Linked DNA regions of Sus scrofa: region 1 is linked to region 2. Evidence: chromatin contacts called from public HiChIP or PLAC-seq data. All regions are on one chromosome and are shown on one strand. The core of a region is the stretch at or near the end of the contact, and the rest is flanking DNA. Distances in the headings are between cores, read along the strand shown. Region 1 overlaps LOC106504800 (a long non-coding RNA gene). Region 2 overlaps P4HA3 (prolyl 4-hydroxylase subunit alpha-3).

The links. HiChIP or PLAC-seq counts read pairs in DNA pulled down with a chosen protein or histone mark.
Region 1: an H3K27ac HiChIP or PLAC-seq map of skeletal muscle shows a contact between it and region 2. The contact joins two enhancer-like sites. A contact is called at or near these places in 3 of 47 Hi-C or Micro-C datasets (embryonic fibroblasts, fetal skeletal muscle and skeletal muscle) and 1 of 2 datasets of contacts at active chromatin or transcription factors (skeletal muscle).

The regions. Positions count from the first base shown.
Region 1 is chr9:8,798,379-8,801,729 of Sscrofa11.1, forward strand. The region is part of intron 1 of LOC106504800 (a long non-coding RNA gene); the gene reads left to right. It overlaps LOC110255398 (a long non-coding RNA gene), which reads right to left. Exons shown (of 2, transcript XR_002335532.1): 2 at 1,713-3,351. Among named protein-coding and RNA genes, the nearest start is that of KCNE3, 22 kb to the right of the region's middle. Within about 2 kb of position 1,368, at least 21 of the 83 cell types and tissues checked have an H3K27ac peak or open chromatin away from gene starts, as enhancers often do. A contact at or near this core is called in fetal skeletal muscle and skeletal muscle, where this site is marked.
Region 2 is chr9:8,662,454-8,665,372 of Sscrofa11.1, forward strand. The region is part of intron 4 of P4HA3 (prolyl 4-hydroxylase subunit alpha-3); the gene reads right to left. Among named protein-coding and RNA genes, the nearest start is that of P4HA3, 18 kb to the right of the region's middle. Within about 2 kb of position 1,363, at least 7 of the 83 cell types and tissues checked have an H3K27ac peak or open chromatin away from gene starts, as enhancers often do. A contact at or near this core is called in fetal skeletal muscle and skeletal muscle, where this site is marked.

The sequences.
Region 1 (3,351 bases), core at 118-2,617, 140 kb after region 2:
GATTGTAGTGTTTTGTTTTTGTTTTTTACCTGCGGTGTTTTCTTAGCTCAGTAAGAGGCATAAATGAGAAGGGAGCGTGAAATCCTGGTCTTAGAATCCTAGGCCTAGGGAAGAATCTCTCAGAATGCTTTCCCCTCCCAGCCCTCTCATTTAGGTGCAAATAAGCAGCAAGTGCAGCATTCAAGGGGAGTGGAAATGGCGTGTGTCTATTAGAGAAAACTGGAGGAGGGTTTGGAAGAGAACAGGGACCGTGCTGTCGCTTTGTTTTGATAGCATTGGGGGTTCATGTGTTGTTGGAATGTTTGTGAACCTCAGAGTTTTTAGAACCAGCTGACAGGTGGAACTATTTTCCTCCCCAGATCATCTGCACTTCTGTGTAAGCATGGAACAGGGCCCCGTAGCGATGTCGTGAATGTCCGATCATGAAACGAGCTCCCCTTGGAGATTTTACTGATCCGCACCCCACACTCTACTGCCCGTGCTGATGCCTGTTATGTTCTGTTTAGTGTATTATTTATTTCGGAAGTCACTGGAAATTATTTTCATCCTGTACCCCTTTTTATTTCATGCCTGTCTGCAGGTCCTTGCAGGGCGATTTCATGGAAGCTGTTAGAATGGTAGACTGTTCACATGGAAAGAACTTTAAGGAATGTCTGGTCTAACTGCAGATTATAGCCAAGGAGCACAGGCCCGGAGGGGGCATTGAGTGACAAAGGTCAGCCGGGGAATTAGAGGCAGAGCTTGGGTGTCAGGCCCAACATTCTTTCTGCCACAGATGCTCTAATCTCTTATGCCAAGTGATTAGGTTGAGATGAATTTTGGCCTGGTTTTGAAAAGCCCGCTGTCTTATCTCTTCTCTCTATAAATCCCTCTTTCCCAGTTCCTTCCTTTTCTCTCCCTTCTCCCTCCCAAATTTTGACTCTGATCCAGGAGCCACAACAGGTGTTGGGCCTGCCTCTCAGCAAATCCCGAGTCCTGGCTGGCACCGTCGTGGGGGTGGAGCACGCCCTTGTGCCACCCGATTGGCTGCCAGATCAATTTCAAGGCCTCTCCGGTAACTTCCAAGGTGAATTCTCCCAAAAGGCTCCTTCCACCTTGGCCCGTCTAGTGACTGGCATGAGAAAAGTCTTCAGAAGTCTCCTCTGAGCCCCCACGGGGGAAGAATCTCTTACTGCAAACTTAACTTGAGCTCCCTAAGGATTATTCTTTTTTGTACTGAGCTTGACACAGTGTTCGTGTGCAGTGGAGGCTAGTGAAACAGGCCCATTGCTGACAATGATGGTCATAAAAACGCACCCTGTTACCTGAAACCTTCCCAGACGCAGTCGGTCCCCTGGCGAGGGCTGGGCCGCTGCGGTGCTGAATGTAATCCCTGTTACAGGCTCAGTAAATATTTACCTGCAGTAAATATGTAAGATAGGCCTGCGTTTGAGCTTAAATTACATCCCCGTTTTGAATTCACACGGGCGCGGGCACGTCCAGTGTGGCAGACCTGGGGTGGACACTGCTCGGATCCCCCCCTCCCCAGGGCCCGCTGGGAAGAGTGTTGTCAGCTGCAGCATCTTTGACGTCTGCTGCTGTGTTTACACCACATGCAGGCGCTTCCTCTCCTTCTTCCTGTCAGTGATTGCCTGCAGACAGGCAGAGCCAAGCCATCTCTGGCCCCCACAGGGCCTCTCTAATGGGCAGGGCTGTTCTGTGGCTCCCCACTAGCCTGGCTGAGACTTTCTCAGAGCTGCGATGCCGGCTGAGGCGTCTCCTGCCCGAGCCTCCCTCTTTCTCCCTCTCCTTTCAGAGGCGTCAGATCCGAACTGCCGTCTGAGGCTCTCCCCCCTGTCCTGTTCCTTCTCCCCTTTCTCCTTCCCAGGAGGCTCCCCACGAAGGCTCCTGCCTTTCTTACTTCTCGTGGGCATACGCTTCCCAGAGGCCCCAGCAGACGCTTCCACCAAGGAGGCCCAACTCAGCAAGTCTAATTTTCACGAAGGCCTCTGGTGTCTCCCGAGAGGAACTTATCCTAAGCAAAGCGAAGAAACCGGCAGTTGGGTCTAGCGACAGAATCTTCAGCATCAAAGAGAAGTGGGTCAGAGTTCAGTCAGTGTTAGGTTTATCATGCAGCTTTCTTTCTCGGCCTCACTGCAGCCCTACCCCTGCGCTGTCATTGGCTCGTGCTTAGTAGTTTGTGGAGGGAAATGGGGGTGAGAAGGAATTAGCCAAATACAGAAGAGCTGCTTTACTAAGGTCTTCGTGCATCAAAAGGGCATCAACGATACCTATTGGAAATTCATGGGACAAAATATAGCACAATGGTGGGAGAAAAGTATTCTTCTCTCCTCTGCACAGTCCATGTAATAGAGTCTGTGGACTGGGGAGTCCTGGCATCTCAAGAAGCCAGCAAGTGAGAACCACTCCTGGTGCTTCCCAGAGATTAAGAGAAGCAATACACAAGGAGCTGGGGTCCTTTAATAACAATCGGAGGCAAAGCTTGCAAAAGTACATACAAATTTGAATTACAGGTTATCAGAACCGAGATGAGCTATAGAGCCCATCGGGTTTGCTGGTTCTCAAACTATGTTCCCAAGAGATTTTCAAGGGCCCAAGGGGAGGAATGGTATAGACAAAATGTAAGTGTATGGTAGCCTGAGGAAGGGAGAGATTAATTTGATGCAAAAAAGTTTTCAAAGTAAGAGGCTGAGCCGATAGTGAACTAGTCTAGGTCCGATGGCAAATAGTGGAAGAGCTGAGATAAGAACCTTGGTTCCCTGGGCTCCTGTGTCCCCTCTTAAGAGGCTCTAGCTAGTACTTTTGTGATGTGGTGGCTGTGAGCAAATTACTCAGAATGGAAAGAATTTGAGGGTCACAGGGTGTAGGTTTTTTCCTTTATATTCCTCCTCCTGGGAGAAGAGCTGAGTAGCATCCAGTCTGCCTTTTGGATGCATTTGGGTGACTCTAAACAAGTGTGCTCTTTCTAGAATCTGGTTTTCATTATTTTTATATCCTCAGCCTCCCAAGTCAGCTGGGCAGAGATGCAGACAGAAAGGCCTAATGGAAGGAATGGGATTGCTTTTAATTTAGCATAAGAACCACCACACCCCACAAATCAAAGTCCATGGAGGTTTCCACTGCCCTGCAGCAATGTCTCAGCAAGCGTTCTGAGATGTTTAATATGCTCCGGAGGAAGAAGTCTGTGTTAGTCCTTCGGGGGGAAATGTTCCATGTCATAGGCTTATCTTGGAGCTTCACGATGCTCAAGGGAGAATCTCTGAGGAGCTCTGCAAAAGACGTCTATTTGACCTTAATCCAGTGTTTTGCAAACTTGCTTGTTGATGGAAACCTTTATTCGTGGGCTATCTG
Region 2 (2,919 bases), core at 113-2,612:
ATAACTCTGTGAGAGGGTGAGGAGGAGGGTTTAGAAGGGAAAGCAACTGGGGACAGAAAGACCAGCTAGGAGGCCATTTGGAAACTGTAAGCAAGAGACAGGAGAGTCTGAACCATAATGGGGACAGCAGGGCAGAGAATGGGATGGTTTCAAGAGAGAGATTAAGAAGCAGATCAAAAAACTTGTGGCAGTTGTAATGGCACATGAAAAGGTGGGTTATCTAGCACGCTTCCAACTTTCTGGCTTGCAACATTTTCAGAAAAGGGCCAGAAACATCGGCACCAAATGTGATCCTCTTTCCTGTTAACTTCTCTCCTCCTTAGATGACCTATAAGAGTGTTCATACAAACAAAAGATGCGGTTTCTTTTCCTGGCACACTCTGGTTACTCCATTTTTAAACCCCTCATGGGGTTTACACTATTGAAATTTATTGGTTATAATAAGGCAGACCTAAGAGTTCTAGTCCTGCCTTCTCAGGCTTTTTTGTTTTAAAATTATTAACTTCGAAAACAATAACAACAATGGAAGTAAAAGAAAAAAGTGTGTGCAAAGTGAAAAGGATATGGGTTTATAGGAACATGTGCAAGAGCACACGAGAACCAAAGAATCCTTTGGGGGAAATGTGGTGGGGGAGGGACAAACTAGGGATTTGGGATTGATATATACACGCCACTATATATAAAGTAGATGGGGGAGTTCCTGCTGTGGCACAGCAGAAACGAATCCGACTAGTAGCCATGACAATGCGGGTTCAATCCCTGGCCTCGCTCAGTGGGTTGGGGATCTGGTGTTGCCATGAGCTGTGGTGTAGGTCAGAGACATGGCTTGGATCTGGCGTTGCTGTGGCTGTGGCATAGGTCAGCACCTGCAGCTCCAATTCGACCCCTAGCCTGGGAACTTCCATATGCCGTGGGTGCAGCCCTAAGGCAAAAAGAAAGAATAATAATAATAATAGTAACAAGGTCCTACTGTTTAGCAGAGGGAAATTTACTCAATACTGCGTAATAATTTACAAGGGAAAAGAATCTGAAAAGGAATCGATATATGTATAACAGATTTACTTTGCTGGACACCAGAAATCAACACAACATCGTATGTCAATTATATTCCTCTAAATTTTTTTTTTTTAAATGAAGAAACCAAAAAAAGCAAAAGAAGAATCCTTTGGCCAGAGGAGAGGCCTTCAGTGAGTGGAAAGGGATGAAATGAGGAGAGGGAGTGGCAGGAAAGGGGGACCTTTCAATCCCGTGAACCAGTCTGCCCTCAAGATTTTCAAGGGTGGGGCCTCAATTATAAATAGAGCCTGAAATAGTGCACTAGCTTGGGGAGGAGGTGTCTCCAGTGAGCCAAACGTTCAATTCAAGCATGAACTAAGGAAAAAGAATCTGTGTCTGGAAACCTGTCAAGTCCCAGGATCTCTCTGATCCCCAAGACAAGAGTATTTGAGAGCAGCTCCTCTAGGATTTTGAAACTAAACCAGCCCCCAGGGTGTGGGATATTTTTTTCTACCTATTATTTCCTGCTTCAGCTCCATATGAACTACTTAGTGAAAGATATTCCACTGCTAGACGAAAACACTTACAAGCAGAGACCTGGGCTTGAGTCCAGCCTGAAGAGTAAGTGTCCAGGGACAACTGAGGCTGAGTGGGCAGGGATTTTATAAGACAGCTCTTTGGGGAGGAGCTAGGAGACCTGAGAGGTGTCCTGAGCCAGCCTCCAACTGTCCCTCAGTTTCTTCCTCTATGAAACGGCAGCACCGGTCCAGACTAGAAGATATCTATAGATCTTTGCCACGCAACCATTCTATCATTTCTTTCCATCTCCTGTGCCACAACTGAATAAATAGATTCCTCCTTTGATGCTTGAGAACTAATGTGGCATCAGAGGAAACCGAGTACGAAGGGAAAGACGCAAGGCAGAGGGAGAGGGAGATCAGGCCCAAATCACCCATCAGGTCAAAGGCACCATCTCCTTGTTCTTCTCTTCATGCCCCACTTTGTATTATGGGATCAGTTTATTTAGGGGTTTGATCTCTACTGCAGCACGTAATTCAATTGTGTGCAAGTGTATCATCTTCCTATCACACAAAACAAAAAAAACCTATCAACTGATATCTGAGGCTGGTTTGGAATCCAAACATTGGCCCTAGGTCCAGCCTCTGAGCAAATAGCTGGTTTTCAGAGACTGAGTTACTAGATGCTGAATTCAAACCGCAGGGTTTCCTATATGGTTTTTTGTTTTAACAAACGCTGCTGAGAATGGAAAATCAGATCTTTTCTTCAAGAATCTGCAATAAAATTTGCAATCCAATCCTTGCATGAAACATAGCCTGGACAGGTTACCCGGCCACAATACATGGGCTATTTTAATTCGGTATATTTCTTCTTTGGAATTGAGAAATGGCTTTGTCTTGGTTCTTCTGAGATATTCTGAATGCTTGATTCCTAGCACAGAAATAATTGCTGCTGATACTACTTTTAAATCTTGATGGTTTTAAAACTGCAACAACAAAAAAAGCCAGGGGTTAACTATCTAAATATGTGTGTGAGTGTGTGTAACTAGTATATGTGATACTACATTAGTATACAAATATATACATTACAACTAGTATAATTTTTATTCATTAACTTGTAGTAAAGGGTAGTAGTTTCAACATCAAAAATATTTAATTTCTAAATTCAGAAACTCAAAGAAGAATATCAAGTTAGGGCCTTAGAAATAACATCTCAAGTTACATTAGATCGCCAGATTGGCAATATAGGAAAGTGAGCAGTAATTCCCAAAATGCTTTCTTCAAAAAGCAAACATTTCACCAGGTTTTGGAGCACTGACTAGAGAACAGTCAGTCTCTAAAATATCAAACTAAACTTTCTGAAATTTAATGTTCATAAGTCATATGAGAAGAGAGTCTGGAATTT